4 separate regions of the Mus musculus genome follow, and regions 2, 3 and 4 are each linked to region 1. A link is a contact called in public Hi-C and HiChIP or PLAC-seq data. All regions are on one chromosome and are shown on one strand. Each heading gives the region's core, a stretch centred on a gene start, on an enhancer-like site or on the middle of the called end of the contact. The rest is flanking DNA. Distances are from core to core; before and after follow the strand shown.

The links. Hi-C and Micro-C count contacts between places; a contact is called where the count stands out from the background. HiChIP or PLAC-seq counts read pairs in DNA pulled down with a chosen protein or histone mark.
Region 2: an HNF4G HiChIP or PLAC-seq map of pancreatic cancer cells shows a contact between it and region 1. The contact joins the promoter of Grhl2 here to the promoter of Ncald in region 1.
Region 3: a contact with region 1 is called in a Hi-C map of cerebellum, with 1.8 times the contacts expected there. The contact joins the enhancer-like site here to the promoter of Ncald in region 1. A contact is called at or near these places in 1 of 15 datasets of contacts at CTCF or cohesin (CD8 T cells), 6 of 484 Hi-C or Micro-C datasets (the HL-1 cell line, brain, cerebellar granule neurons and 3 more) and 3 of 115 datasets of contacts at active chromatin or transcription factors (astrocytes, embryonic stem cells and neural progenitor cells).
Region 4: a contact with region 1 is called in a BATF HiChIP or PLAC-seq map of CD8 T cells, with 15 read pairs. The contact joins the enhancer-like site here to the promoter of Ncald in region 1. A contact is called at or near these places in 7 of 484 Hi-C or Micro-C datasets (cerebellum, cerebral cortex, cortical neurons and 1 more) and 3 of 115 datasets of contacts at active chromatin or transcription factors (CD8 T cells, astrocytes and liver).

Annotation. Positions count from the first base shown.
Region 1 is chr15:37,455,340-37,462,720 of GRCm38.p6, forward strand. Ncald (neurocalcin delta) reads right to left here and starts at 4,043. Exons shown (of 4, transcript NM_001170868.1): 1 at 3,878-4,043.
Region 2 is chr15:37,229,867-37,237,247 of GRCm38.p6, forward strand. Grhl2 (grainyhead like transcription factor 2) reads left to right here and starts at 3,170. Exons shown (of 16, transcript NM_026496.4): 1 at 3,170-3,540. The coding sequence starts at 3,521. It overlaps Gm16136 (predicted gene 16136), which reads right to left and starts at 3,293. Exons shown (of 2, transcript NR_155442.1): 1 at 3,110-3,293; 2 at 2,055-2,961.
Region 3 is chr15:37,669,569-37,676,949 of GRCm38.p6, forward strand. It overlaps a transcript of Ncald not described here. Among named protein-coding and RNA genes, the nearest start is that of Gm15942, 27 kb to the right of the region's middle. Within about 2 kb of position 4,148, at least 42 of the 459 cell types and tissues checked have an H3K27ac peak or open chromatin away from gene starts, as enhancers often do. A contact at or near this core is called in brain, cerebellar granule neurons, cerebellum and 2 more, where this site is marked.
Region 4 is chr15:37,652,235-37,659,615 of GRCm38.p6, forward strand. It overlaps a transcript of Ncald not described here. Among named protein-coding and RNA genes, the nearest start is that of Gm41304, 15 kb to the left of the region's middle. Within about 2 kb of position 4,712, at least 8 of the 459 cell types and tissues checked have an H3K27ac peak or open chromatin away from gene starts, as enhancers often do. A contact at or near this core is called in CD8 T cells, where this site is marked.

The DNA.
Region 1 (7,381 bases), core at 2,793-5,292:
GGCATCTATAGATATATTTCACAAAAGCTATAAATTTAAGCACAGAGATGAGAAACTATTGGTCTGGAGAATGTAGCACCAGTGGACTTAATATTTATCATATAATTTCTGTATAAAAGTCTCAATAAACACTAACTTTTATGGCATCTCTTATGGAAACAATAAAAAAATGTTGAATTTTGTAAAGCTGTTGCTAGTTGCTTTCCATCCTAAGATGCCATTTAAAGAAAAGTCGACTTCGTAAAAAATCACGACACATTCCTTTCTGCGCCGAAGTTTCCAGCACCTCCATCAAGAAGCAGAGGACAGCTGGGGATGTTAGACTTTCTCCAAGTTTCTCTGCAGGTTGCCACAGAGACTCAGGCTCCAAGCAGGTGTTTTTCCTAATCCAAAGAGCAAGAACTATTTAAGAACATCCTCTTTCGTAATCCCTCTGAGACCACACGAAAAATTACTCAGCTTCCATTTCAAATGCAAGGGATTTGGATTTGGTTTAAACAACAGCTTGTGCAAAACCATCTTAACTCCATTCTTTTACACCAGTATGGTAGGAGCTCATGTAATTGAAAGGGCGGCTTTGGTCTCTCTAAACACAGGGCTGTGACAGCAGCTAATGGACAGCAAAGTTCCCTCATCTCACAGAGGAAAGTCAACACTATTTTCTTCTCATTCAAAACAATGTAGGGAATGAGAGCTTTTCTGACACCCGACACTACACAATGACACTCACACCTCCTACTACACAATAACACTCACACCTCCTTCTTGGCCTTAGCTATGTCTTGCATCCAGTTTGGCTCTTCTGGGAAGTGTCTGCTTTTCCCAGCATGCTTCATGAAAGCACCGTCCACTTATCTTCCCTGTGTGGATAAAGGTCTCTTTGTAAACAGCTATGGTCCTCTGTGGCACACGGTTTGAACTTGAGTGACCTGTCAATAGTGTTTTCCTCATAACCCATATCTACCCAGGTAAGAGTTCCTTGTGCAGGTAACAGAAGACGAGTTAAGGGTGGCGGTGGTGGGGTATTAAAGGTAAATTGCAGATTTAGCAGCTGAGGGATCTTGCCATCCCCGTCTGCACCAGTATTTAGAGTGTACTGTGAAGTTCTCAGGGTCCAAGAATAAAATCAGATGCTGTGGAACTGAAATAAGGTTATGGACTTTGTCCAGGGGGTTCTATGTCCTTTGGCCCCACAAGCTCACATATTAGTTACCTCCAGAGCAGACAGAATCCAGAAGAACCCCAAGAACTTGGGTGGTTAAATAATGTCATCTTTATTTCCACCAACCCCAAACTGAAATTTAGTATTTCTTTCCACTAAAATGTGGGTCACAAACCACAGTGCCAGGGATGTTGCCAAGACAAATCGCAGATATTTGCATTTCATATTGCAATTCTTAGACTAACTCTATTTCAAAGCAGCCTTCACGCGAAGCACTGCCTCATTACTGTGGTAGCTATTGCACCTGCTGGTAGGGTATATGACTTAATAACATATGAACAAAGCAATTATCCTGTCATAATGAAAAGATAGTATATTTTATTTTTTATTATTTTGTATGTTTTGAAATTATTCTATAATAACTTTATCCCTCCCATTTTCTTTGCTCCCTCCAATACCTTCTGAATCTCCCCCCTTCCCCTGCCCCTCTCCCCTCCCTGCTTTCTTTCAAACTCATGGCCTCTTTTTCTTTTTCTTTTTTTAAAGACACATTTTCATGAAAAGTAGTTTCCTTTGCAACACAGCATACTTTGTTTTATGCACTTCAGATATCATTCTGGAAAAGAGTCCACAGGTAGCACCAGACGGCCAGACGTGCTCGTGGCACTGAAAGGGTTAAGGCTTCCTGAAACTAGACCCAGAGCCTTTAATAATTCAGCAGCCAGGTTTCTAGAGTCAATCATTCCATGCTGGCATCTTCTGAGGCTGAAGCACTCTTGACCTTGATAGCAGGCAGCACAGACTCGCTGCTGCAGGGGGATGCTCCTCAGCCCCCTTTCCTTATTTAAAAAAAAAAAACAAAACAAAAACAAAAAACCAAACCCTTGGCTCGAGGCTTTGAAAGTTCTTATTTTCATCAGGGAGGCTCTTTTCCCAACTTTTTATCACCGACATTTTGCCACTAACACCGACTCTCTCTCTCTCACAGTTTTGATTGTTGGAATCCAGTCTCATGCATGAGGGCATGAGGATGTCGTACATAATCATCTTGTGAATTTAAAACCAGGGAGAGAACCAAGAAAAAGAGTGAAGATAACAGTCGACACAAGAAAAGTTAAAGCACCAAGTGTATACCACGAGAGATGCCTTTAAATGACAGTGCTAGCTGGTCCCCCCATTCTCAATTGAAATGTCACACACCAGTTGACTCATGAAAGTGGTAGCGTCTGGGTTACAAGAACATGAGGTCAGTTAAATGACTGGAAGACGTCTTAGTAAATACATGTATGTACAAGCACATCAGACAGTGGACAGTCCTAACGGAAGCTCTGATCAAAAGGTCCATTCACTGAAAGCTGCTTGGAAAATAATTGATTCAAGCAGTTATTCATTTACTGCTGCGGCTACAGGCTCTCAGAATTCTCACCCAACGAGAGCAAAATGTAGAACCCACAATTCTGAGCCTAGTAACAGAAGCAAAAAACAATGTATTCTTTCACCAAACTAAAATATAACTATATCGTCAACCTACTGTCCAAACAATGTATTATTTCTCCAAACTAAAATATAACTATATCATCAACCTACTGACTGCATATATCGAGTGGAGCCAGTCTATCTATGCTCCTTCAAATGCTGGTTCTATTTCAGATGGCTGTCTAAAATACGCCTCGTTTCTGTTAAATCTGTAAGATCTAGAAACCTGTTTATCCATCTAGGCTTCTGTTTGCTTCAGAACCTGAGGTTTCCTTGAAACTTGGAGCTGCAGAAGGAGCTAGCAGAACCACAGCAATGCACACACAACAGCCGGAGCAATCCTTGCTCATCAGTTACCAAATCACTCACACAAGACCTGGAGCAAATTTTTATCGAGCATCCTCAATCTACATTTCAGTTAGGGAAGACCTCACATCAATGCATATTTAGTTCCAGGCTAGTTTCTTCTCAAGATAATTACTTTTAAGAATAAAGATCAGAACCAGCTTACAGGACTCCTTAGAAAAGGCCAGTCAGTCCCTCCTCTTCACCAGGGTTTTCAGAGAGAGCGAGCCACAAAATAGCACTTCACAGTAACACCCACAAAACAACCACACGCACACACATAAAGGTTCCACCCCGACTTCCTTGGCATATTGCAGATTCTTTTCTCTAAACAGGAAGCTGTTGACAGTTCCCCTCTTATTTACAGAGTACCAAAAGCCCCCTTTACAATAATAACCACAACTTTCAAAGTCTAGAGTCTTTTCTCACGGTTCCCATTGTTGCTAATTATACATGCTGCAAATGAGGTAGAAACCAAATTCCAGACTGCTGTGGGCTGACGCAGAATCAGCAGCAGCAACAAGGAAAAGTTAGCTGCTCCCTCCAAGGCGGTGCTGGAGTTACCAGACCCCAAACAACACTGAAGGAGGGATTCCTAGAATTCAAGGGAGCAAATTTGGCTCACGCTGCAAAATGAGAATTTCTAAATAATGTATGTTAGCAAGCATTGCGCAAGAAAGATTACATTTTAACCTACTTCATGGAACACTAATCCAAATTTAACCAAGTTCCAGAGACTGCCTGAAATTCGTGACTGGAAGCTGCTTCACATTCTTTGGCTCCGTTCGTCAGTAACTGCTCTTGAAGGCAAAGTTGTAGGAGGTTAAGAGGGGAGGGAAAACCATCAGGGGCTGTGAAACCACGTAACTCCTGTGTATAAAGCAAACCGATTACCTCACGCTGAAGAAGTGGGGGTTTAGTAGTCCATGCTCCTGCAGCCCCTGGGAAGCAACAACCACAGCTGTAGGGACAGCAACAGCGGCGGCGGCGGCAGCAGCAGCAGCAAGGTCCAGCATCCACCAGATTCTCACAAGCCTTTGACTGTGCGGACTCAGCCACAGACTCTGCCTCTGGCTGACGTCAAAGTCCCTGTCACATGGCCAGATAAAAGCCAAGAGAGCATTGGTTGTCGTAGCAACCACAGACTGGCTCTGAAATTATTTCAATAGGTCATCTGTCACTGATGTGTGTGCTCGTGTGTGTGCATATCTGTGTGTGCATGTATGTATACACATGGATTGCAAAACCATTGTGAACAGTGCCCGGCAGATAATTTCAACCCTCAAAGTTGTGACTCACGAGTGCCTGCAACTTTCATCATTAAAGCCTGCTTGTCCTTTCTCTGGTTGCCAGAAAATGCATGCTGTGACCCTTAGTCTTACTATCACAGCACAGAGCCCCTCCCCCTCCAGTCAAAAAAAGAAGCTGAAAACATTCATGAGGTGGTTTTCTTAGTGAATTAAATTCCCCTCTAAATAAACTGAGAGAAAACAGCTTTCAAGAGATTGTTGGTGGAAAAACTGTATATTCTTGAAACTGAATCCTCATCGGTGTCCCGAGAGCATGCCGATGAAAGATGGTGTGGCTGAAGGAGCCTGACAGGAAGGAAGCATGCTGCAAAAAGCAGGGTAGATAAAGCCAAGTCGCATGCCACCTAAGATTCCTTGCAAAAATGATGACCAGAACACTTCCACAAGGGCACAACTTTAGAAGGACCTGGAGATGATGAGAAAAGGGGCCAGACCCCTCCGCAGGTCCCACACTCTACCCTCCCACGATTCTCTGGTCCATAACGGACTGAGGGAGTTTCATGTTGAGTGACTGGTTCGGCATCCCACAGATGGAATCTCCCTACCACAGAGGAGTCAACAGTGCAGCCCACCTGTTCCCAAATTACAGCTTCATTGCCTTCAGGGACACGTTAGCTGATCTTTAGCTCTGTGTGAGTGCTTATGACCCAGTTCGTTCTCATTCTTAATTAACAGGAAGCCAATTAAACAAAATTGAGTAAAACCCATAGGAAGGCATTATGAAAAACCCATTTAGAAAATGTGGACTCATTCAAAAAACAAAGGAGCTGAAAGGTGGGGAGAAGAAAGAGGTGGTGTGCCTGGGTCATTAGGACTATACACAGACACAGTCACACACACACGCACACGCACACACACACACACTGCGCCTGCACGTGCAAGCATACAAACATGTGCACACACACATAAATGCATGCACACACTCATATTCATATGTGTAACACACTCACACATGTGTGCATACACACACTATGAGATATGAGTGACTCTGTGGCCAACTGGTTTTGTTCTGTGACTCTGTCTTCAGTAGAATAGAAGCTGATCTTTCACAGGACTAATGGCCTATCTGCTTGGCCACAGAAGCATCCCGTTCCCCCATTCCATCTTCCATGCTAGCTCCAATGAAGAGAGAGAATGGGTTTTTATTGGAAGTTATTTTTCTGATGCTATTGGTTGTACCGTGGCAAATGTAAAGGCAAAGTGTAAAGTTAGATTCTTTACTTTCAGACTGAAGACAGTCAGGAATGGACCTACTTGTTAGAATGACAGCAGCTGAACCCAGTGTCTGTGCAAATTGGTTTGAATGCCTTATAAGGGGCAGACTTAAGCAACAGGTCTATTTTCTAGACTTGTGTTCTACATATAATTCTGGTTCTCTGTTTAGGAGTGTGGGTCCTTGCTCTGGGCTGGGAGGGAGGAAGGTGTAGGAAGGGAAGTGTAGGTGTCCAGGGATCAAGTTCTCCCTGCTGGCTGCCTGACTTGACTTAGCCCAGGCTCTGAAGCTATGCTGCCTTGTCAATCGTTTCTCCATTTTATTCAGTTTAATATCAAGAAAATAAAACTGCAATGTCACCCTCTACCAGTAGGTGGTGTCCTCTGAAGCAAGACATTCTCAGAACCTCTACATTTCAATACTTTAAACAAATTTGTTTATTCTGAGTCTCCTATCATGTTTATAAGTATGCTTCACTGTACATAGACTTAGGTTTAAATTGCTGGCAGGTTAGGTAACCACTGGACCGTTATTCACCACTAGAAGATGTGTGTACGTAGACCTATTTCCTGTAGCATGCACCCAACCCTCAGCCACCCATTCTCCTCTGTAAACCACATAGGATTGAGTTTTTTGCTTACATATAAGGAAGGGAGCAGTCTTCTGTAGGGTTAAAACCATAGCATGATCTCCTTGGAGCTCAGACATTTGGCTAATTAGTTTAAGGTAACAGGCAGCACACAAGCGCCTTCGCCCACGACACTGCCTTACACTGAATATGTGTCATCTCTTTTTTCTGAATGCCAGGTCATTTTTGAGGTTAAAATGACTCACCTGTTTTTAAAATATGCACTCAAACACAGGTCTCCCTGATAATTTTACTTGCCACAAACGAAGGCAGGTCCAACTATTATTATTCTGACTGTTTTGCCAGCAACACGGGGTAAATGCCACTGAATGAGCTTCGCGTGCATCAACTAGCACATGCTTTGAGCTGTGAGGAGATAATTCTAGTCAGCCCGAAACCCCCCAATACTGCTAGGCAGTGATGTCAGGGCCTCTACTGTCTTAGCATCAGTGGGAGGCTCTGTATCTATTCTTGCAGCTCTCTGCCTCAAATCTTATCTCTTATGATTGGACCTTGGTCAAGTTATAAAAGTGCCCCTAGCAGCAGTGCCCACATGACAAGGTTGTTGAATTACAAGGGAAATAGATGATACAATTTGGACACCTGCCACAGGGCAGGGGCTCAATGTGTCTGCCAGCTCTTGTTTATCTGCCCAGCTCGGATGCTCGTCTGAAGACCTTCAGGGCAGGAGTCTTATTTTTATGATGCCAGTGGTTAGAACAGAGCCCAGGCACAGCAAGGGCTCACGGATGACTCATGGATTAGGGAAAGAATGCGGAGCAACAGGAACACAAGATGCTTTTCTTTTTCAAATAACATGGAAGAGAGGCTTTCTGTGAGCCCTCTACAACCAATGAGGCAGAAGGGAAAAACAGAAGACAAAAGTGTTGAGTTCTCACGAAATCTTCTAACAATGGATGGTTCCAAGTAAATCAATCTAACCCTAGCTAAGTCACGAGTAAGTTATATGCTGACATTCCTTACTGGGTCTGCCACTGGTATCAAACCCAGGTCCTTGTGATCGATGCAGAGTACTCTATCAAATGAATTATAGGCTCCTAGTTTTAATTTTTTTTATGAGGGGGAGAAAGATTTTCAGCATCCAGGAATTGTAGAGTCTTTATCTAGCTTTGTTCTAGGAGTAATAAGACACAGGGAAAAATAAAATGAGGAAGATTTGGATGAAGGAAGATGAGTAAGGTGAGACAGTGAAAAGATTAACAATAAAATGATCCCCACGTCATGGT
Region 2 (7,381 bases), core at 1,920-4,419, 230 kb before region 1:
TGGTTTCCTCCTCCAAAAAGGACAGTAAGAGATCATAAATAGGTATGTTCACAAAAACAAGGAATATGAAGGGAAAGTAAGCCAACAAGAGATTTCCACACAGCTCTGGGGATGATGGGTGCTCCTCCCGGTGGCTTCTGCTTCACCTCCTGCCCAGACTTCCTTTGGGGATGGACCATGGTGTAGAAATGTAAAATGAAATAACCTCTCTCCTCCAAGTTCCATCTGGCTGTGGCGTTTATAACAGAAACAGAACCCCAACCAAGAGTGGTGGAGGGGACAGTGGCTGAAGAGAACAGTGGGCGTCACAGGTGAATTCTCACAAAGGTTCAACCATTCTAAAAACACAGGATGACCTGAGCCTTGGAGATGCCCGAAGCCACCAAAAGGGGACTTGTGTCAAGGAGACTCGGGATCCTGTCCGGATCCTGGAAGCACAAGGGAGAATCACGAAGCTAAAATGGGGATGGGGTGGAGAGACAGCGGCAGCTGGAGCTGTTGGGTCCCTTGCTGAGTTTTTCCTCACTTGTCTGCAGACCTTTCTCTCCGTGAACAGAGAGAGTTAGGCCATAAAAATCTCCTCAGAAACTTGTAGTGGTGCCAGGTATGTTTGCTGCCTGGTGGTGGCCTTGCTGAAAGGCACTTGGTGGAAGTTACCTCTTCATGGGACTGTATCCCAGAGTCAGACAGTACACAGCTTTTCTTTGGGCTTTTTAGTTCCTAATAGGAAAGAATTTCACATTCCCTGTTCTGCCCCTGGCAGTCAGAGGGAGAAGTTAGAAAAGCACGTACTCACCATCCACAGGAAGACAGGGGACAGAGCCCTCCAGGAAAGGAAAGAGTGAGAAAGGCTGCAGGGTGGCTCACCCACACCAGGCCAGACACCATGCGCCTGCCGAATGCTCCAGAGTGCAAGAGGTCCCAGATCTCCTGATAACTACAAGCTCCAAGGGAAAGACAGCAGGCCCACCAGTGAGCAAGCCCATTCCCCACCCCCACGAGGTTACTGAAGAAGTTCTCATGACCTCATTGTACCTGGGAATGCAAAGTGAAAGGCTGCAGACAGAGGAAGGAGGTTCTGCCACGGGGGAACCAGAGCAAACTCAGAGGAAAGGGAGGCAGAGGAAGCCAAGGAAAGGCAGGGAAACCCTGTAATAAAACGACACCCTCAAAACCAGGAAAGCTAGTGTAGCCATGGCAAAGTCACAGAACTGTATTTTAAAAATAACCAAAACTCAGAGTTCTTAAAGTAGCAGAGGTGTGGTGATGAATGCCTGGGAACTGGGCAGAGGACAAAACACTTGAAAACAGCCTGGCCCACATGGCAAGGGTCAGGCCAGTGAGGGCTGCACAAGGAGACCGCCCTCCAAAGTGAAATAAAACAAAAAGAAAATACCGTAAATCCTCAAAGAAGACTCAGGGCATAGGACAAGGTGTCCCAGGATGACAGCCAATCCATAAAACAGATCATCTCCATTGGATCTGGAGGGTAGGAGCTCTGCAGGCTTGTTTGCAGGGAGAAGATGGAATGGGATATTTGGTCTTTTGGAAACTAAATTTTACAGTCACTTGGTAGATTTGTTATAGAACCATATCAGGATAGGTTCGTAATAAACTAAACAAAAGGTAAAAAAGGAAACCACCACACTACATCAGTGCTCTCTGTTGCCACTGAAACTCGACCAGATACATACTTCTTAGTCTCTAACCTGAGGAGGGACCATGATGGGGGCTGGAACTGGAAGCAAAAGAGTAGAGGAGTTAGCAGCTCATAACGAGTAGCAAGTGTTCAAACCACAACGTTGATGCATCAGGAGATGCGCACAACAGGGGGCAAGCCACAGAGCCACCCGCCCACCCACCCGGCATCGGCGGAATGTGACTGTCTCTAGAGGAGGGAAAAAGAAAGTAAGGTGCACACGGATACCGTGTTCAAACTGTGTTAAAAATATATTGTTTCTAAAAAGTACCTGTATGGGTGCTTATGTTATTATCTAAAATAAAATAGAATCGTTAAAGTCAGTTGCTAAGAGTGGAAATAAAGAACAACCAAACCTAGTGCCGTAATTTAATTCCCCCAAATCATGTGACCTGCAAAGGTTTAATACAGAAGTTGTGTCAAATCTGACAGCTCCAGTGCTCCAGTGTTGACTTGACATAAATGTGGCAAAGCTTTCCATACCCTCCTGTATTTCCACCACGCTCATGTATGGGCTAGATCCCTGTCAGAACTCCCACAAATACTTAATTCTCGTAGCAGCGATTATAAATGACACCTGGCTACTTCGCACTGTTCCGGACCAGAAGAGAACCCACACAAACAAGTCACTTTCATCCTGCGTTGTTCCCCTGGCAACCATATTAAACTGCAAGGATAAAGAGCCTTTGTAGTAGCTGCTTCTATTGAATTACAATGTAAATGTTGATGCTTGCCTAGAAATGTCAACGGGCGACAGGCTTATGGAACAGATGCAGTAGTTGTTCCGCAGCGCAGGAATCCCAGGCTGCGGAGAGATGCAAGAGGTGCGCCCGGGCCACCTTAAGAGTCTATTCAACCGAATCTCCTTTCTCCATTAAAGCCACGCCGCACTTCATAGATCCAGTTCAGGAAAGGTCGCTCGACTAGTTGAAAACTGAAAACGACCTGCTATCTTCTATGCATCAGAGCAGGAGAAGAGTTTGTTGTGGATAAGAATGCTAACAATGCAATTACGCAAGAGACCCGGCAATCCGTTCCTTTCCCACTCAGCATAGCGTAACTCTAGTTCCCTGACTCTTCTGCCCGCCACACAGTTTTCGTCCCGCGAGTGTCAAGTGGCAGGTGGTGAACTGGCCATTTGGTTCCGGGTGGCTTGTTGATTTCTGGGTTCAGCATTCTGTCGTCCTTCGGTTTGACCCACGGTACCTAGTGTCTGTAGTGGCGCTCCCCGCTCCGTCTCTCCCATCACCTCTACCCTGCCCCTAGTCAGGGAAGAAAGCCAAAAGTGGGTAGAAGTCAGCTCGCAGAGTCTCCAGCGTGCCACCGCTCCACTCAGGTAAACTTCGCAGTGAGTGACCTGCACTTGGAGAAGGGCCTTACCTGAGCGCGCCTCTGCCAATGGCAGCTCACCTGAGGGAGCACCGCAGCCAATCACCGCGCAGCTCGGCCCTCGGGCTTGTACCCTTTAGTGAAAGAATTCAGCGCCTTGCGAGAAAGTTACCTGTGGCCGCCCAAGTCCGCCACTTTGCGCTCTGTGTCTGCCCATTGCAGCGATCCGGGAGGACTCCGCGCCGCCGGGCCGCCTCCGAGCGCGGGCCCCATGTGAGGGCTCCCTCCCCCCATCCCACCTTTCCGGCTAGGTGAGGGCGCGAGCGAGCGGGCGAGCGAGAGTGGTGAGGGGGGACGAAAGCAGAATTACCTGTAGCTCTTGTTCTGCCATCTCGGGCGCTCTCACACACCTTCACCTGCACAGACTTGAAAGTCCAGTTTCACCAGAGGCTGAGGCTCCAGGAAAAGGGGAGCGAGTTCATTGGATCAAACATGTCACAAGAGTCGGACAAGTAAGTGGGTCGCACGCGCCGGCGGCGGCTGCCGCTGCCCCTTTGGGCTGATGGCAACTGGTTTGTTGTGTTTTTGTTTTTTTTGTTTTTGTTTTTGTTTTTTAAGTCGCTATTGTTGGATTTTGATTTTGTATTTTTTTCCTCTCTTTTTACTTTTTTCTTTTTGGTGTATCCAGACCCTCTCGGATTATTTCTACCCCGATTCAGGGGAGAGACCCTACTCGAACGTGAATGTTTAAAACCCGTTTTGGGGCCTTGCAAGTAAACGTGGGTTTTCTTTGCTTCCTCCCCGACGAATGAGCTCAGCTCCCACTGCCCCGACCAACGGACCCTTGGGCACTGATTGAGGTTTTGGCAGATGGTGGCGGGAGGCCTGTAGTTAACCCCCTTGCCTGGAGGTGCTCCCCAGCCTCAGACTTCCTGGGCCGGTTGGAAGTTCAGTCGACTTCCTTCGATTAGGCCAAAGGGCCTGCTGGAAAAGCGGTCTGGGCCTCTTTTGTGTGCGCTCAACAAAGGCCTTTTATGCGATTGCAGACACGGCCATCTTCCCCACTGCGGCGACCCGGGGTGCATGTGCGCCCCAGCGCGGGTCTCCGACGGGACGGAGGAGCGGGCAGGCCGCGATGGCGGGTCCGTGGGTGTGCCCGCGCCTCGCTCCTTCCCGCAGCCCACGCAGTGGCCAGTCACCTCGCGCAGGTGCGGGACAGGACCTCTCGGGAATGGGGGACTGATTTTGAGGCCGAGTACGAAGGGGTGCCCACACTTGGGCCGGTCTCCCTGCGCCCCGACGTCTCTGGCTCATACGCGTCCGGTGACCGCGCGGCCCACTGTTCGGAGGCCGCCACCTCGGGCGTGGGGCTCGATCGGCCTTCGCCGAGGCTGTCGAGGGCAAGGGGGTGGGGGAGCATGGTGGAGCACCGGGACTCCGGGCTCTCTGCGTCCTCGACCGGAGCTCAGGCCTGCCGGGAGCCGCGTGAGCCGCGGGGCGCGGGGCCTGGTCCGTCGCGGTCCCCGCCTTGGGGACGGCTTTGTGCGAGCCGGGGGAGGTGGGGCCGAGGGCGGGAGCGGGCGGGAGCGGGAGGGAGCGGGAGGTGGGTCCCGCTGCCCTCCTTCCATTCGGTGGCGACACTTCCTTCCCCCTCCTCCCGGGGCGTCCTAGGCCGGGAACTGGCTGCGTCCTATTGGAAAGGCTCAGAGGCCGCACTTTTGCTGCCCCTAGTAACTTAACCCGGCTGGTGTGGCCATTCCAAGGAGACCTTCCTGAGAGTCTTGACCGAGAAAAGCACAGGACCAGTCCCCAGGTTGAGGACCTGGAAGGGAGGAGGGCGGAGAAGGAAAGCCTGCCTAACCCGATTTTGGATGGGCACTGTCACGATGCGGCCGATGTCCAGGACGCTTGTTTTCATACTTTAAAACTTACTACTCTGTCGCCCTTTAAGATTTATCTGCGCAAGTAGATACCGGAATCGAAGAACTAGTATTAGGAACTGGGCCAGGAGCTAGAAAGTTTAGGGTTGGGAAAGCGTAGGAGATACTCCCACGCACATCTTGACCTCCACTTCAGCTCTCTTGGTAGTGGAGTTATCACCTGAGGTTGAAAACTCATATAACCCAAATCCAAGACAACAACAACGTTTGTTTTTTCGTTTTTATTTTGGTTTGTTTTGAGTTTGATGTGTAAAAGGGTGCACAGTTACTTTAATTGCACAATTAACACTCAGTTTGCTTGCTTAGTTCTGTGGCACTGCATGAGTCAAAGGAACGAAGAACGAAAGTGGATGGGTATTTATTTTCTCCAAGTTATACTTAGCACCAATAGGGATAATTTATTCACTATTGAGTCTAAGTACTGAGTACTAACAATCTGGCTTAACGAGTATGTATTACCTAGTTTTTATGGTAATGTCTATCTAGAATTACATGAGCATTTAATGAAAGTAGCTTTTATCTAGTGGTTTTCAGGATTTCATTTTGCATCCTGAGAAAACCAACTAAGGAGTTTTCTCCTTAAAACTGTAAGGAAACCAGGATCAAATGTCCCCTGCTTTCTCTGCTCAATCAGTGGGTAAGAGCACTGACTGCTCTACCAAAGGTCCTGAGTTCAAATCCCAGCAACCACATGGTGGCTCACAACCACCGGTAATAAGATCTGACCACCTCTTCTGGTGTGTCTGAAGTAAGCTACAGTCTACTTATTGTATAATAATAAATAAATCTTTGGGCTGGAGCAAGCAGGGACTGAGTGAGCAGAGGTCCTAAAAATTCAATTCCCAACAACCCCATGAAGGCTCACAACCATCTGTACAGCTACAGTGTACACACATACATAAAAATAAATAAAATTTTAAAAGAAATTAGAATCTGAGATCCTTCCCCCCCCCCCTTTATTTTTCTCTCCCCCCCCCCCCCCCCCCCCGTCAGTCTTTCTGGCTTTCCTGGCTGTGCACTCTGTAGAAGAGCTGGTTTCAAAGTCAGAAATTTGCCTGCCTCTGCAGCTGGAGTGTTAGGATTAAGATAAACTCTATTATGACCGCCCAAGATTCCATTTCTTAATGTTAATTGTCTACTATGGCCCCTGAAGGGATGGGCCGGGGTTGATGAGGCATTTGATGGTTGGGACTCATAAGAAAGTGCTTGAATACCTAGCTGAAGCTCAGGCACCTGAGCATGGGAGAGTCCAGGAGCTGGGCTTACAGTGTTTCCCGGTAAATCAATCCTGGGAGGCCTGCCTGTGTTTTCTGGAAACACTCCCCCAGAGCAAACTTTTAGAGATTAAATTCCAAATCCCAGTGAGATATAGGTAATCGTTTTAGATTGCATAGGAAGGTTTTCTGGTTAGAAAGTTTGCCTTGAAGATGGATCTTTTTAGTATTTATATCACTGTGTATATATATATATATATGTATATATATATAGTGTGTGTGTGTGTGTGTGTGTTATTAAAGCTTGTACACAGAGGTCAAGCTGTACACAACTTGTAATCGTTAGTTCTTTTCTTCTACCCGTGATTGCTGTTGGTCATGGCAGGAGCACTTTTACCCCTGAGCCATCTTACAGCCCAGAGTCAGCCTTTTGATGGTGAACTTTTCAGATTGACATGATCTGCTTTGTATGTTCTACAGTGCTGATGTTATCATTCATTAAAGCAAAGAAGAAAAAAAAAAAGGACATTTTGTCTCTGTATGCGTTTTAAAAGGCTCTGATCTCCTACCTTAACCTTTTATGACAGTTGATGATCTTTGTCAACAAGTATATTTGTAAGCAAGACTCTGTTTGATTAAGAGACTCTTCTGGGAGGTCTGGGAGATGGTGGCACACAGTTTTAATCCCAGCACTGGGGAGGTCAAGACAGGTGGATCTTCAAGTTTGAGGCCAGCCTGATTTACAGAAAGAGTTCCAGGACCGCCAGGGCTACCCAGAGAAACCCTGTGTGGAAAACCAAAACAAAACAAAAACCAAAACTGTATAAATAATCGAGAGGACACACATACGTGTGCGTATGTAATGACTGAGTCCGCATAGAGACTTCATAAGCATAACACACGGCTTCTAGTTATGCACTGCTTGCCGTGTAGTGCGCAAGCGTTACAGGAGAAGATGAAGGTGAAGGAAACATGCCGTACTCATAAGGGGCTTACACTACACTGAAGGGGCAATCCAAAAATAGACATTAATTTAAGACAGCCCTGACAAATGCCTACAAGTTACAGTAATGTTTAAAGCAGTTTTAAAAACACAGTGCAATTCATTATTGTTGTTTTAGAATTTCAAGACTGGGCATGAGAAGTGCCACAGCTCAACTCACAGCATTAATGCATTTCCCCCGTCTGCTTACTGCCAT
Region 3 (7,381 bases), core at 2,898-5,397, 210 kb after region 1:
TGGGTGCTCCCTACCCCACACCCACTATGATATGACAGCCTGAGACTGAATGTGGAAGAGCGGGCTGTTGTTCCAACTCTGCCTCCTAGTAAAAACTGACTTTAAAAGAGGCATTTCTGAGTTATGACTATATCACCGAAAATTGTGCTGCTCAGAGATATTTTGAATCAAAGGCACTATAAAGAAGATGCAGGACCACTCTGACTTTCAGTTGGCTTCCTTATAAAACAGAATTTGAATTTGCCCCCCCGCCCCCCCCCCCCCCGTAAGATATACCAGCAGGACAGTTAATCATTCATGTCTGCACAGTGGGGGACTCTTGGTGGGAGTGGGGAGAGGTGTCAGTACAAACAAACTTTCCCCCCAGATACAGACCTAGCCCAAGGCCTCTGCCTTGTCACACCCATAGCTTACTATCCTTTGTTAACTTACTGTCTGAGACTGACCTTTCCTGCCTCTTGGGGGGAGGGGGTCTTCATTTCCTGTGTCCTGTAAAACTTGCTTTAAAGCCAAGTGTTCACCTGACTGCTGACCATGTGTTTAGGTCTGTGTAATTCTCAGGGCCAGAGCAGAAGTGGAGACTCTAAAAGGGAAGGTGGGGGAGGGGCTGGTGGTGCACACCTGTAGCCCAGCACTTGAGAGGTAGAAGCAGGGAGCCCCGAAGTTCAGGGTCATCCTTGCCTACAGAGTGCTTTGGGCCAGCCTGGGCTACATGAGATAGAGTCTCAGAAAACAAACAAAGAAGGAGTGGAATGTGAGACATTTGCCTTTCCTATGTATTCCTTAATCCTTTCATCTGAAGAAGACAGGGCCTGAAAACAAACAAAAACCTCCCATCTCTGCCTCAAGGAGGTTATTGCCCCCCTTGTAGTTCAAATAACAGCGGTTTAAAAAGTGCTTGGCACAGCCAAGTGTTACATGAATGTCACACAATAGAAATCACTGGCTTAAACAGTCCCTGCCTCCTAACTCTAAGGCAAAAAGCTGGTGGTCCGGAGCCTTACCATGCAGCAGACGTTTCAAACAATGAGAATTTATAAAAACCCAAGCCTTTCAATAATTTAGCAAGACAGTAATGAAAATTAGATTAACATCAAAGAATTATTTCACTAAAAATAAAAACAGTACAATCTTGCTTCTGTGTGAGAATATGTTGTATGTTAGCGCAAGTAGTGAGGGCAGCACAGAAAAGCAAACAGCTTTGGAAAGGGCGTGCCGGAAGATGCAGAGATGAAGCTGGAGCTTCGACGCAGCCGGTACAGAAGGTAATCAGTTGAGATCTAACACACAGATGAGCACCAAAGTTAATAAAACGTCATTGTGTTGCAGATTCTCATTAAAGTCAATTTTTGATGCTCGTGTCAATAAAAAAATTATTGCATAATAGATTTGTTCATCTGCTTCACAATAGCAACCAGTTTATCATCTATGCCTTCATACTGTGGTTTAAACCTCAAGTATACATAATAATTTTTATCTTCAAGAAACAAAGAGCTCGGCCAGAAGGGAGCGGTTGGTTGCTCAGGAAGAGCACGGATCTGTCTTGCTCTCCTGGGTAGACTCGTTTAGCTCCTGAATAAACAGAGCGGCTCAGTTGCTTGAACCTCTCTCTGAAAACGTAAAGGATCTCCAAGCCAGGGTCATTAGCATTTCTATTTTATTCAGAAAGAAGCTTTCAGATTAGAGATGAAAGAAAAGCTGCTGCCAGTCAACGCCAAGGTGCACAAACCACTGAACAGTTTTCAGCGAAATAGGAAGGAAAATTATTCTAGAGAGGAGCCCTGTAAGTCAGTTTCAGTGCCTTGGATAAATACTGTTTTTATTCTTGTCAGCTGAGGTAGAGAATGCTCCTTCAAAGCAGTTTACCGGCTCTGTGTCTGGAGAAGTCGATGGGCTTCCAGAGACTGTCTTTGGATGCCATGGTAACTACATGATTCCGGTCAAGTCTGTCCTATCTAGGGGACAGTTTAAGGGATTTTAAAACATTACCTAACATGTCCCTGGCAGGAATAAACTGGACACATGACACACTGGACACAAGACACACTCGCTTCTAGGCCTTTGGGTTTCCAGCACCTGAGAGCTACAGTGAGATATGATACTATCTGAAAGGACACACAGCCTGTGCACAGCAATTATAAAACACACAGGCACTGGTGCTGGCAAGGTGCTCCAGGGTTAAGAGCACTTGCTCTTTAAGAGGAACCAAGTTGGATTCCCAGCAGCCACACGGTGGCTCACAACCATCTGTAACTCCAGTTCCAGGGGATCCTGTACCCTCTACTTATGCACTGCATAAGCATGATGCACATACATCCATGCAGTCAAAACACACACATACAATTTTTAAAAACCTTAGAAATACTTTAAAAGGATATATTGATCCTGAAGTGGTAGCTTAGTAGTTTTAACACATATTATTCTTCCAAAGGACCTGAGTTAGGTTCCCTACATCCATACTGGGCAATCTGTACTCTGGATCCAGAGGGATCCTCTCCTCTGGCTTCCACAGATACTGCATTCATGAGCACACACACAAGCACACAACAAGTAAATAAATAAATAAATAAATCTTTCAATTAAAAATATACAAGAATGTATATACAGCATGCCATCATAGATGTTGAACTTTTATATTCAAATTTTTAAATTAATTTTTTTCTCTAGGTTTTGCTTTGACTTTAGTTGTGAAGGTCTTTTGTGGATTGCCCTAAGGCACAGTGGCAGAACCAGGAAGGAGTTCAAACTGCTCACATGGACCTGCAGGTGCAAAATCCCTGGCTCCGCTTCAGTGCTGAGGCAAAAGCTTGGCAGGCATGGAGCTCCCCAGACCTCCCAGGGTGAAAGCACACCCCCTCCACACCCCCTCCACACCCCTCCCTTGAAAGCAATGAGGGAAACGTGTCACAGACAATACATACTTACTCTTCCGTGTAGTGAGTTACCACGGTAAGGTTACCTCACAAATCACACAGAGCCCAACATGCACCTGGACCAATGAACAGCTAAGCGGATTTTCACATATGTAAAGAATCTTGGTCATTGACATTGATTTCCACAAATCCTGTGAATGAGCCTAATTGCCCCAGCATTTGTGTGTCGTGTGCGGTAATCATGAGCGTCATCCTGAAGCAGGCTGCCTGGCCTTATGTTGTTTCTATGTTGAGGAAGCAAAGCCAGACTCGGGAGAGGGAAAGCCACGCCCTCAAATCTTACCCACTTACTCTGCTTATCAGCCTCATGGACTCTTCTTACCCCACCCCCATGTCTTTTAACCAAGTTCTCCTCTTTATGACCAACCCTCGCGTCACGCAGACACACAAAATTACTATCGCTCTCTCCTGCTCTGTATAATCCAAGAATATGATAGAATTTCTGTGGAGTTCTCAATGTCAAGCCCTCAGTCAATTCTGCACTCTTTGTTCTCTACTCCAATGTTTGAAAATTCCAGGAAAAAAACGTGCACCCTCACAGACACCTTGGCGGAAGCCATGAGAGACCACTTGCCAAGGTTAACTTGCCATTCAGTGTGACATTCCTGAGACTGGAGACTGTTTATATTGTTAACTGTAGGCTACCCCAGAAAGCTTAATCAACCTTTGCTGCAAGGAGTTAATTCCAGAAATAAGGGATGGGAAGGGTTAGTGCACACTTGACAATCTCATTTATGTGCAGTTTATGTGCAGATACACACATGAGCTGCACACACGCTAGTCTGAAATAAAGCATCCGAGTGAAGTAGCCCTAAATCTGATGTGTCCCCTTCATCAGCTGGTAAAAGGTACTCTGCTAAAATTTACTAGCCAGAATTATAAAACCCTGAAAACTTTGAGTCTCAAATGTTTTCTAATTTAAGACAAATTTTCCTCTCAGTTAAGTTGGTATCCATATTACAATAGACTGAAAGGGAAACCACCTCTAACGCTTCCCCAAGGAGGAACCAAGCATAGATAATGTCTACATTTCTCTCATGGAAGAAGAAAAGAGGATTCCCTTGCTAGATATAAAAGCAAGTACCAAAGGACCCTGCAGTCTATAATTTCCCAAAGAACAAAGTGAGCATTCCATCAGGCAATGGCCACTGTGAGGTGTGGCATTGTCGTGAACTGCTGCCTGCCTGGGTGCCCCAGCAACAAACCTCTCAGAGCTGGGCGCGGACCACTGTTCTGGCAGCAGATTATGGCACAGGCTGCCAACCTCATGCCAGCTTGGCAGGAACAAACCCAATGTCGCCTGAAACTGCTACAGATGTAATAATATCTGACAAGAGGCTGATTGGACAGTGCACCACGCTATTTCCTCTAATTAAGGAACTCTCAAGGAAAAAAAAAAAAAAACCAAAAAACCAAAATAGCCACAAAGCTCTGTCAGCAAAGCAATCAGCGGTGACAATTATCTGTCGACTTAAGCTCCAGGCTGAGCCTCTGTGAGGAGCTGGGCTAGCTGCTAGGAATTTATAAATCAGCATTGCAGCAGAAGTCAGGGATGACAAGGACAAAAGGCGGGGCGCAGAGCCTGCCGCTTCCCAGCAGCGGTGAGCATCTCCTCAGGTGAGGCGACGGCAGCATGCGGGCTGGAGGACCCGCTGCCCAGTGTAAGGGTATGTGAGTGTGAGTGAGTGTGTATGAGTGTGTACATGTGTGAGTAGGACCGTGTGAGAGTGTAAATGCATGTATATGAGTGTGTGTGTGTGTGTGTGTGTGTGTGTGTGTGTGTGTGTGTGTTAGACAGCTGTGCAGAAGAATCAAATGAAAAAAAAATTCTGCAGTAGCTTGAAGTCCACTGTTCATGGCCTGGGTGTTTTTTCATCCTGAATCAGTCTGTCTTTACCTGGGGCCATTCTACCCATTCTTTAACATCTTTAACATCTTTAACAAGCAGAGCATGCCCACTTCTTTATACAGGTACCATGTGACTGTTCCCCTATTGGCCTCCATAACAGATTATCATCTATACTAGGAGGACATGAGGAGCAGGAGTTGGGAAGCTTACATAAATCAAAAACTATGACCCAGTCATCATATACATAATTGTACATTATAATAAAATTATAGTTATCTGTACAGAGACAGGGAGACTTTATATACATTGATGCAGATGATATAAATATATAATGGCTATTATTAGGAGGTTCAGTACCATTTATTCCCAACATTAGTGCCTGTGTACAGAAGTAAAAATAAGTATGTCTTCTTGAAATCCTCTTCCCATTAATTGCATTATTTCAGTTCTCAAGGAAGCAAATTCTAGAATCATCCAGATTGCACAAGGATAAGTGCCTACAAGTCTGAGCATCCTTCCTTCTTTCAGTTTCTTGTCTCAGTCACATGTAGTTTTATTTTCCACGAAAGATTTCAGTAGTGAAGATGATAGAACGGTTGATCTAGCTGAACCTCCACACAACTAAAGCTCATTTTCCAATCTGACATTCCTCATTGTAAAGCTAGTACAGGAAAGACTATCAGAGTCAGTGTTTGGTGGCCCAGAAGAAGTTCTTCAACAGGCAAATGAGCTCCCCAGCTTCCTTTAGGAAGGCACCAAGTTCATCCATGAGGACTTCGCTGGGCTCCAGTCATTTCCCAGCACTCCTACCTCTGACCTTGTCCCTTCACAACTGGGTTTCAGCGCATGCATTTGGGGTAACAGAGATGCAGACCACAGCAGTAGGCTTATCCACAAACCCTTTCAAAGAGGAAGCACCTGAAATATTATTGTTAGAAGACAGAGCTGAGCTTTTGAGAGTTAGTTAGAGGGACAAAGCTCAAAGGATGATGGAAAATAAGAAGCTTTAAACATGAATACCAGGGATAATTGTTTAGTTAAAGTGAATAAGCTGACTGTGAGATGAATTTAAATGTCTTAATTCTGGGTCTTATACCCAGGGTATTCTCACTTAGAATTACCTTCACAATATTTTGATATGAACTATTTTAATCTTATTACTAGAAGTACATGTGACTATTAAAAAATAGAAATAGGGCTGGTGAGAGGGCTCAGTGGGTAAGAGCACCCGACTGCTCTTCCAAAGGTCCGGAGTTCAAATCCCAGCAACCACATGGTGGCTCACAACCATCTGTAACGAAATCTGACGCCCTCTTCTGGTGTGTCTGAAGACAGCTACAGTGTACTTACATATAATAAATAAATAAATCTTTTTTAAAAATTAACAAACTTACTTAAAAAAATAGAAATAGCGATTATGTAAATAACTGCTCCTCAAACATTCAAGTGCTTAAGAACCACTTTCGTTAATCTTTTGAAATGAGGATTTGGCTCATTAAGTCTGAGGTAGGATCTGCAATGCTGCATCTCCTTTTTAAGTTTCATGTTGCCACCCTTCCACCACACTGAGGATCGAGACCTTGTGCACGCTGGGCAAGTGCCCTACTCCTGTGCTGTGTACAACTCAGCCCTCGCTTCTGTATTTCTAATGGGCTTTCTAGGGATGCTGTTTGGGTGGCCCCAGAATGGCTACCGAAGTGAACCGAGATGACAAGCATGGAATAGTGCTAGATCGTGCCTATAACCCCAGCACTGGAGAGACTAAGATGTGATTACCTGTGCTAAACAATGAGTTCTGGGGCAACCTGGCCTACACATGAGATCCTGTCTCAAAAATAAACAAGGGAGAGAAGGAGGCAGGAAAGGTGTTGGGGAGCTGAGGTGTTCACTCCCCCAAATGGCCTTACATCATTCAGCTATGTCTGGAATTGGGATGACACAGCCCTTAGCTCCTTGGTCATTAGCACTCCTTCAGGACCTTTCATTTCACAAGGTTCCTCGGTGGAGCCTGGGTCTGTAGTGTCTGTTCGGTTGCCTCATTCTTGACTGTTTCCATTTTTCCCTGTCACTGTCTCTTTGATTCTTTCTTTCTTTTACAAAAACATTTGTGGTTGAGAAAAGCACACCTTTTTTTCCCTTACCCCAGACCAAGGGATAACCTCTCCTACCATGCTCCTTCCACCATAGGCATGAATTTCCTAGGTGTAAACAAAGTAGACTGTCAAATACCAAAACCTCAGGAAAAGAATAAGATTTGAACTTTCAGTTTGCCTATTAAACTTCAGGTTGTGATTTTTTTTTTATTGGTTTCTTTTGATTCAAGCTTTGTTCTTTTTTGATTGGCATTTTTATCTACAACCAATATTTTCCTTTAATGCAAATGATTCTTTAAATGCTAGAAAACAGGTGTATGATATGGAAATCATGGTGAATATCACTCTTATAATCATTAAAGTAATGCCTCAATTTAAGTCTATTAGAAGGCAATGATCAATACAATAAGTTATATGCCTCTCCAAGGATAAAAGAACCTCAAAAACTGTCACTCTGACGGGACATAGCAGGAAAAGATTGCTATAAGAAACACAAGAAAAAAAAA
Region 4 (7,381 bases), core at 3,462-5,961, 200 kb after region 1:
ATAATGACATAAACAGATTTAATACAGTTCATCATGGAAATTGCTATCAGTGGCATAAACAGTATCATGTATAGAATAAGTGATAAAAACTTTAATAATAAAAGTAAAATCCTGCTCTCTGGAAGAGGTGATAAGTGTGGAGGCTTTTAAGTGAGAACAGTTTAGAATTCAATTCCGAAAGTGTTCAACTACTTCTAAATGATGCAAAACAACTCTAAGAAACCTGGGAGATCAACAAGTCCTGAGGGATGTTCTTCCCATCAGTGGACAGGGCTCTCCAGACTCCAGACATCGCCTCTCCTCTGTGCTTTAAGTTAGGGACAAGCTGGGAGTCGCTGAGCATAGGATAGACGGGCAGAACCTGTCTGAGAAAAGCATACTACAACTCACTTAGTTGGTTTCCTTAAGGGCTAGGTTAAGGGGTGCTAAAAAACAGCACTGACGCCCTAAGCAAAGAATGGTGAGACTCTGAGGGACAACACTACTCAAGGAATCCATTTCTGCCACTGTCTCAGATGGCACATTTGTGACTCAGTTCCCATCAGTGACAGCTCAGGCATCCCATGCATTGGGAGGTTGGACACCTCTCTTAGACATCAGTCCTCTTGGTGACCCATGACAAAAGTCATCAGTTAGACTCAGGAGCATGAACCTGAGAGCCCACCCAAAGACAATCAACTTCATTAGTGTGTTTAAAACGTCCTCTAAACAAGGTCAGCCCTGCATCCTTCTTAGTCCTTGGCTGCCGTTTAGCTCCATCTTCAAATAGGAAGGACAACCTCAGAATGAATGTACTTCCAACTCTGTGTTACCTCATTATGAAGCCCTTCAAAAGTAGTCAAGGACATTCACCGGGCAGCAGAGACAGAGTCTAGGGGACAGTATGATAGTGACCCTGCTTCTTCACAGCCACAAGAGCCAGGCTGGTAGCTCGGGAGGCGGGTTCCATTTGCTCTGGGGGATCTGAGTTCTCTTGTCTTGCCTTTCTGGGCCCACATCCCTCTTCTCTCATCCTATGAATGAGTCTGAGGGATATTGAAAGGTACACTTAAATAGGGAAGAAAATGTAATCTCATGAACACTTAAAAAAGACCACGTTGACAAATTCTATGTTTTTACTTCCATCTGAAGAAAACTCGAATTTCCCTTCTTTTGAATGCAGATGCCTTTAGTGACTTATGGCAAAAAAAAAAAAAAAAAAATCAAATGTGGTAGAAACTGTGGTGCTAACTTACCAGTTAATGCAAATGTGATAGAACACATTTTCTCTCTCTTTCACTTTCTCTCTCTCCTACAACAATGTTTCTCCCCCTTTGCAAGAGCAACCAAGCTATATTACAGCCATGAAGCCGTAGTCAGGTTCACACAGAGAGAAACCAATGTTCCTATGACCTTTGATCTAAAGGTTTCTACCCCTGACCTTCAAACACAGTTAACAGCCGGGCAGACTTGGCAGCAATGTTGGCATGCCTTCTGGGGCATGGCCATGCAGGTTCCAGAGGAAGCCATGAACTGAGCTGATCCTTCCCATTGAGGCCATCTCAGATCAGAGGGATAAGATCTACAAGTGAGTTTGTGCAAGTCCCCAGGCTCGGGAGTCATTTTGCTATGTGGCAATAGCTAACCCCAATGCGGAATTGTCAGGTAGGTCCTCCTCACCCAGTTACTGGTCAGAGAAATGTGGAATGATGCAGATTCTATAGCTTTTGTACGTTTAAAAGCATGGAGATCTAAATATAGCTCCCCAAAGCAACTGTGACCTTTTACCGCTTGAGAAACTGTCAATTTTGAGAGCTAGAAAAATCAGAGAGAAAGGGAGATAATGATTAAGATCTTTGGGGATAGAGAACAGACATGCAGGACGGCCCAAGCCCCACCCCTGCCTTTTAGGATCCCTGAAACTTCTCCTTCTTCCCAAGCCATTTATCTTTGCTGGCAAGAGTATTTGTACTCGATATTTATCCCTAGAAATACCACAAGGTCAAATTCTGGAAAACCCATTTACTAGCAGTTAAGGGCAGAGGTTGGAGCGCTGCAGGTTTCCCAGATCTTTCCTCTCAAAACTGTTTTGCATAGGCCAACCATATAAAGTTCCTAAAATGCCTGTCTTATGAAAGAGGTCCTCTTCCCTTTTGCTGGCTGAGCTAAAGCTAGTTTCCTTTGCTCATCTTTTACAGTATCATTATCTGTTGAATTGTTTCCAAACCGCCACAGTAGGTCCCACCTCTAAGCTTTGAGTCACGCAGGCCACAAGCCCTTCCTTACCTATTTCTTTCATCAGTCTGCCTTCTCCTTCAAGCCTGATTGTGATTTTTAAAAACAAAAAGCAGAAACGAAACCCTGGCTACTGTACTGACAGAAACCCCACTCCCCTTTTCAACTCTATAACTGGCAATAGTCAGTCCAGCACTCACCTGTCTGTTACTATATACTTCCTGGAGAGACACTGTTATAGGTTCTGGAAGGACAAAGCCAAATCCTATTGTCTCTACCTCTTCCCACCCCTCCAAATCCAGGTCAGTATGGGCAATCTCTTTTATGCTAGATTATTGCTATTGAATTAAATCAACTAAATAATTATAACACATTCTAATGAACAGACTTCAGGGAGTATTTTTATTTTAACAACTGCCCAATCTTAAGGATAGAATATCTAATTGGACAGTTTTGAGCCAGGGCCAGACAATTGGAATAGTATGAGGTGAGTGGGAGAGTCACTCCACGTGTGAGGGTGGGTCCTGATCCCCTGTTAGAGATGTCCACAGACCTGGAGAAATATCATCATTGACTAGACTTTAAAGTTTTCCAGCACTCAACATTATCTTGTGTTAACTGTTAGTGATAGGAAACATTTAGTATAAGCCTCGCCTTTATAGATAGAGACAGTAAAACAAAGGCTAAGTAATTAGCCCATAACAGCTGGTTATCAACAGAAATGACCTTGACCTCGGGTCTCCTGACACCTATCCCAACATTCTTCCCACTTCAGAAGCTAAAAGACCGCTGCTCACCGCAGTCAGCGCCCCTCACTGAGGAGCAGGATTTAGCAGCATTTTAGACAGAACATTTGAGTGATGTTTGAATAGCAGCTTTGATTGTGAGGTGTGACCTCAATTGCTAGACAATTTGTTCTCAAGCAAATACAAAAAGAAACAAAATGCCTATTTATTTATATTTTTTTGACTGAGGAAAAAGAAAAAAAGCATTCCTACATCTAACTTGCGAACAAGTTTTGCAAAAGAAAGGGGGTTCTTATCTGAGTGTTGTATCACACTTGGTCTCTCCGCCAGAAAGCGTAAGCCAGACCAAAGAACTAGCGTATCCCAAGGAGCCATACAAAGATGGAACTAAGAACCTAGGCAGGATTCACACATTTACTCAAGAAATTGCTTTTGAAAAATCAACTTAAGTCACCAGCCATTTCCTTTAAGACACTGGGCCCCTGTCAGCCACCTCAGACCCTTACACTGAGTGGACAGCTAGTCTCCAAGGTGTTCTTCTGCTGCCTGCAAAGCATCCCTTTCATAAGAAGAAGCAGAGAAAGCAATATGGAGGCCCAGAGCAACAGGATCTCACAGGCAGACAGCATAGATAGCATCAAAAAAAAATCCTAAGCAGTATTTTTAAAAGAAACCCATAAGAAATGGGTAATTTCTATGATTTTCAAATTCTATTTTAACAAAAAGAAGGGAAATATGAAATGATTACATATATGTAATGTGTATGTAACACGTGTATACCCATGTGGATGGGGAGGGTTCTAAACAATGAGTGTTCCATGTGTGTAGCGTCTATACCTGTTCAGCAAACCATAGCCTGAAAAAGATAGAGAAGGAACTAACACAAACGCCACTGCTGAGCTGACGGACAAGAGTCTGCTCCTCCTCGAACTGCATCTCTACTGACCATGCGGAGACTTTCTCCCTTGTTATCATTCCCAAGATGGTATAATAGAACAATCATTCACAATGCATTGGGTGTTCTAAGCAACCCAGAGAGGATATGCAGAAGGATATATGTAGCCATAGGTAAATACTACACCATGCTCTATGAGAGGCCTCTGCATTTGAGGATTTTGATAGTGAAGGAGGTCCGAGATGTAATTCCTCTGAACGCTGAGAGCCAACTGTACATACAAACCACAGCTGTGGGTCCAATAGTTTAAAGCCTAGGCATTAGAACCAGACAGGCTGAGTCTCTGTCCCATACTGTATTGACATTAAGAAAGATCCTTGAGATATTTCATGGTCAGTTTCTCCATGGAAAGCAAAGACATGATGACGTGAGTTAAGTCATAGCTGTGAGCACTGGGTGACAGAAGCTGTAAAGATCAGGGAACATTGTCTGGCCTGTAGAAATCATACTGAAAGTGCTGATGTTACTATTGTCATTGTTAACTGTGTCAGAGACAAATGTGTCACTGTGTGACCATGGAAACCCCCTCCTCTCCTCCAGAGGAAGCCAGACACTTGTTCATCAGCTCAGCATTGACATTTGTATTAGTTCCATCTCCACTGCTGTATAAAACACCATGGCCAAGGCAAGGGATAGAAGGAAAGGTTCATTTGGGGTTTAGGATTCTACAGCAATAAGAGTCCACCTTGGCAAGGGAGTATGGCAGCAGACATGGTGGAAGTAAGGGCTAGGAGCTCACATCTCAAACCACAAACATGAATCAGAGAGTGCACTGGACACAGCCACTTGGCTTTTGAAACCGTAACACCTCCTCTCCAGTGACATACTTCCTCCAGCAAAGCCACGCCTCCTAAGCCACCGCAGGCAAGGCTACCAAGCAGGAACCAAGAACTCAGATGCCTGAGACTTATGGGGGGCTTCCACTCAAAACACCACAAGTTTTTCTTACTGTGTGAAATATGAGTATGAGCAAACTCTCTCTGAAGATACTTAGACTCCTTCCTAAAGAAGATTCTAGGCATCCAGGAGAGTCATGTCTTAGAGTGGGCTGGCATGGGTAAGGCTTCTAGGAAGACAACTCAATAACTGAGCTAGACAGTAAGAGCAACAGAAAGCAGTGGGAAGGCCAATCAGAACCGAGATAGCATACCTGTGGGGCAGACTCCACATGGTTGGACTGGGAAGGAAAGAGTGCCTCTGGAGGACTTTTGTGACGTGTTCTTTGCTAAACATAACTGACATTGGTGTTTCTCATTGGCTTGGGTATTTGTTGTACGTGGTGATTGCTATACTGAGACCTTGATGGGAACCCAGCTCTTCAGTGGGCAGTATGGCAAGAATGTAATTTTGAGGACATGGTTTCAGACTTATAATAATAACATATGATCACACAATGGTAAATATCATTTCATTGAACAGGGCACACAGCATTCAAAGGGAGCTAAATGTTCCTGAGATGTATCCATGGCAGCCCTTTGAAAAGTCCTGTGGTACTAGGTATCCAGAGCCATGGAACTGTCTTTCCTTCTAAGCGTAGCACACAGTCATCTAAAAGCAACACAGGAAACTTGGTGCAAGCAAGATGCTCATAGACGCATGATGCCTAACAGCTAAAAAAGTAGAAACACGCAACCAAATCATAGCACGCTGATTTAACAGAATGATATGACTTTAACAAACTAGTTTTACAATGTGAAGAAATGTTATGATGTATGTATGCTACCTTGTAAAAACCCAGGATAACAAAGCTAACTGTGGAACTCCTCATATTCAGTTTCAAGGACACAGAAAATTAAAAACAGTCATTGCTCCTATTAGAGGCTAGGGCCAGCAAGATGGCACAGCAGGTTGGGACACTTGCCACCAAGCCTGATGACCTCATTGTGATCCCAGGGACCCACGTGATGGAAGGATAAAAAGGACCTACTAAAAGTTGTCCTACTCCACACACTCACTGTAGCATGTCCATACCCTCTCCATCTCCCACACATAAACAAACAAACAAGTAAAATCATGGGCTATATTTCACAAAAGGAAGCACAGGTTTGGCATTGTAAATCTGGCCAAGAGCCCATGATTAGGGAGATCACAGGTCAGGAGTTAACCTGTGTCTATTCTTCTGCCAAACAGGCAGAGTATAAACTGCCCTCAAGTTTATATCTTTATTAATGCAGCTTAGTCCCCATCAGAGAAATTTCATAGTTCAGTGAATTGTGGTTAGTTCAGAAACTCAGAGCTGGTCCACGTGAAGAGTGAGCATCAGAGGAGGGCTTGGGCACATGGGACAGCATGCCCCCCTCTTCCCAAGAGTCAGGAGATTCCTTGGAACAGGGGGATGAAATGACTGTATGAGTCAGCAGTTGGGGAGGACTAGAGGGGAGCTGTCTTCTTCACATGACAGGACCACTGTACTCATCTGCACATGACAGGATCACTGCATATGATAGGACAACTACACTAATGGCTTCAGCAGCTATGCTCGCCTACACAAAATAAAGTAAGCCTTAAGTGACAGCCACGCACAATTGATGGCTTCTAGGGAAACGGATGTCAGTTTTCTTCGAAGGGGTGGCTTCTGGTAGGTCAACAATGCTCCAGTGGATGGCCCTACACCCAGGAATATATGGGCTGCCCAAATTAGAGTCAGTGAATTATTTTTTAAAGGAGAAAATGACATGAAGTTATGGACTAGGAAGGTGGGGTTATATCTAGGAGGAGTTAGGGAGAGAAGTGTAGGGAGGTGACTTTGATCAAAGTTTCTTCTATGAAATTCTCAAAGAATTAATAACAACATTATTTAAAGACATCTTGTGCTATAGCCTAGCTGTGGATTAAGTCACATTTTCTGCTTAAGTCACTTTCTTCTCCTGTCTTTCTAAATCCTTTCTCTTCCTCAGACTAAATGACTGCATCAACTTTGTAACATGTGATTTGTTTGAGTTAATGTTATATCCAGCCAATTTGCTGAAGTTGATTATCAGCTGTAGGAGTTCTCTGGTGGAATTTTTGGGGTTACTTGATACTATCATATCATCTGCAAATAGTGATAGTTTGACTTCTTCCTTCCTTTCCAGTTTGTATCCCTTTGACCTCCTCCTGTTGTCTAATTGCTCTGGCTAGGACTTCAAGTACTATATTGAATATATAGGGAGAGAGTGGGCAGCCTTGTCTAGTCCCTGATTTTAGTGGGATTACTTCAAGTTTCTCTCCATTTAGCTTGATGTTGGCTACTGGTTTGCTCTACATTACTTTTCTTATGTTTAGGTATGGACCTTGAATTCTTGATGTTTCCAATACTTTGATGTCTCTCTTAACAAAAATAATTTCTTCCAGCTAACCTAGCTTGGCTTTAACTTAGGTCTTAGCATGGCAATGGTAGAAAATAGCTTGATTTAAAGCTTAGGCAGAAAGGAAGACATGTTAAAAACTTATTCACAACATATCTCATGGGAACTTTCCAAGCCAG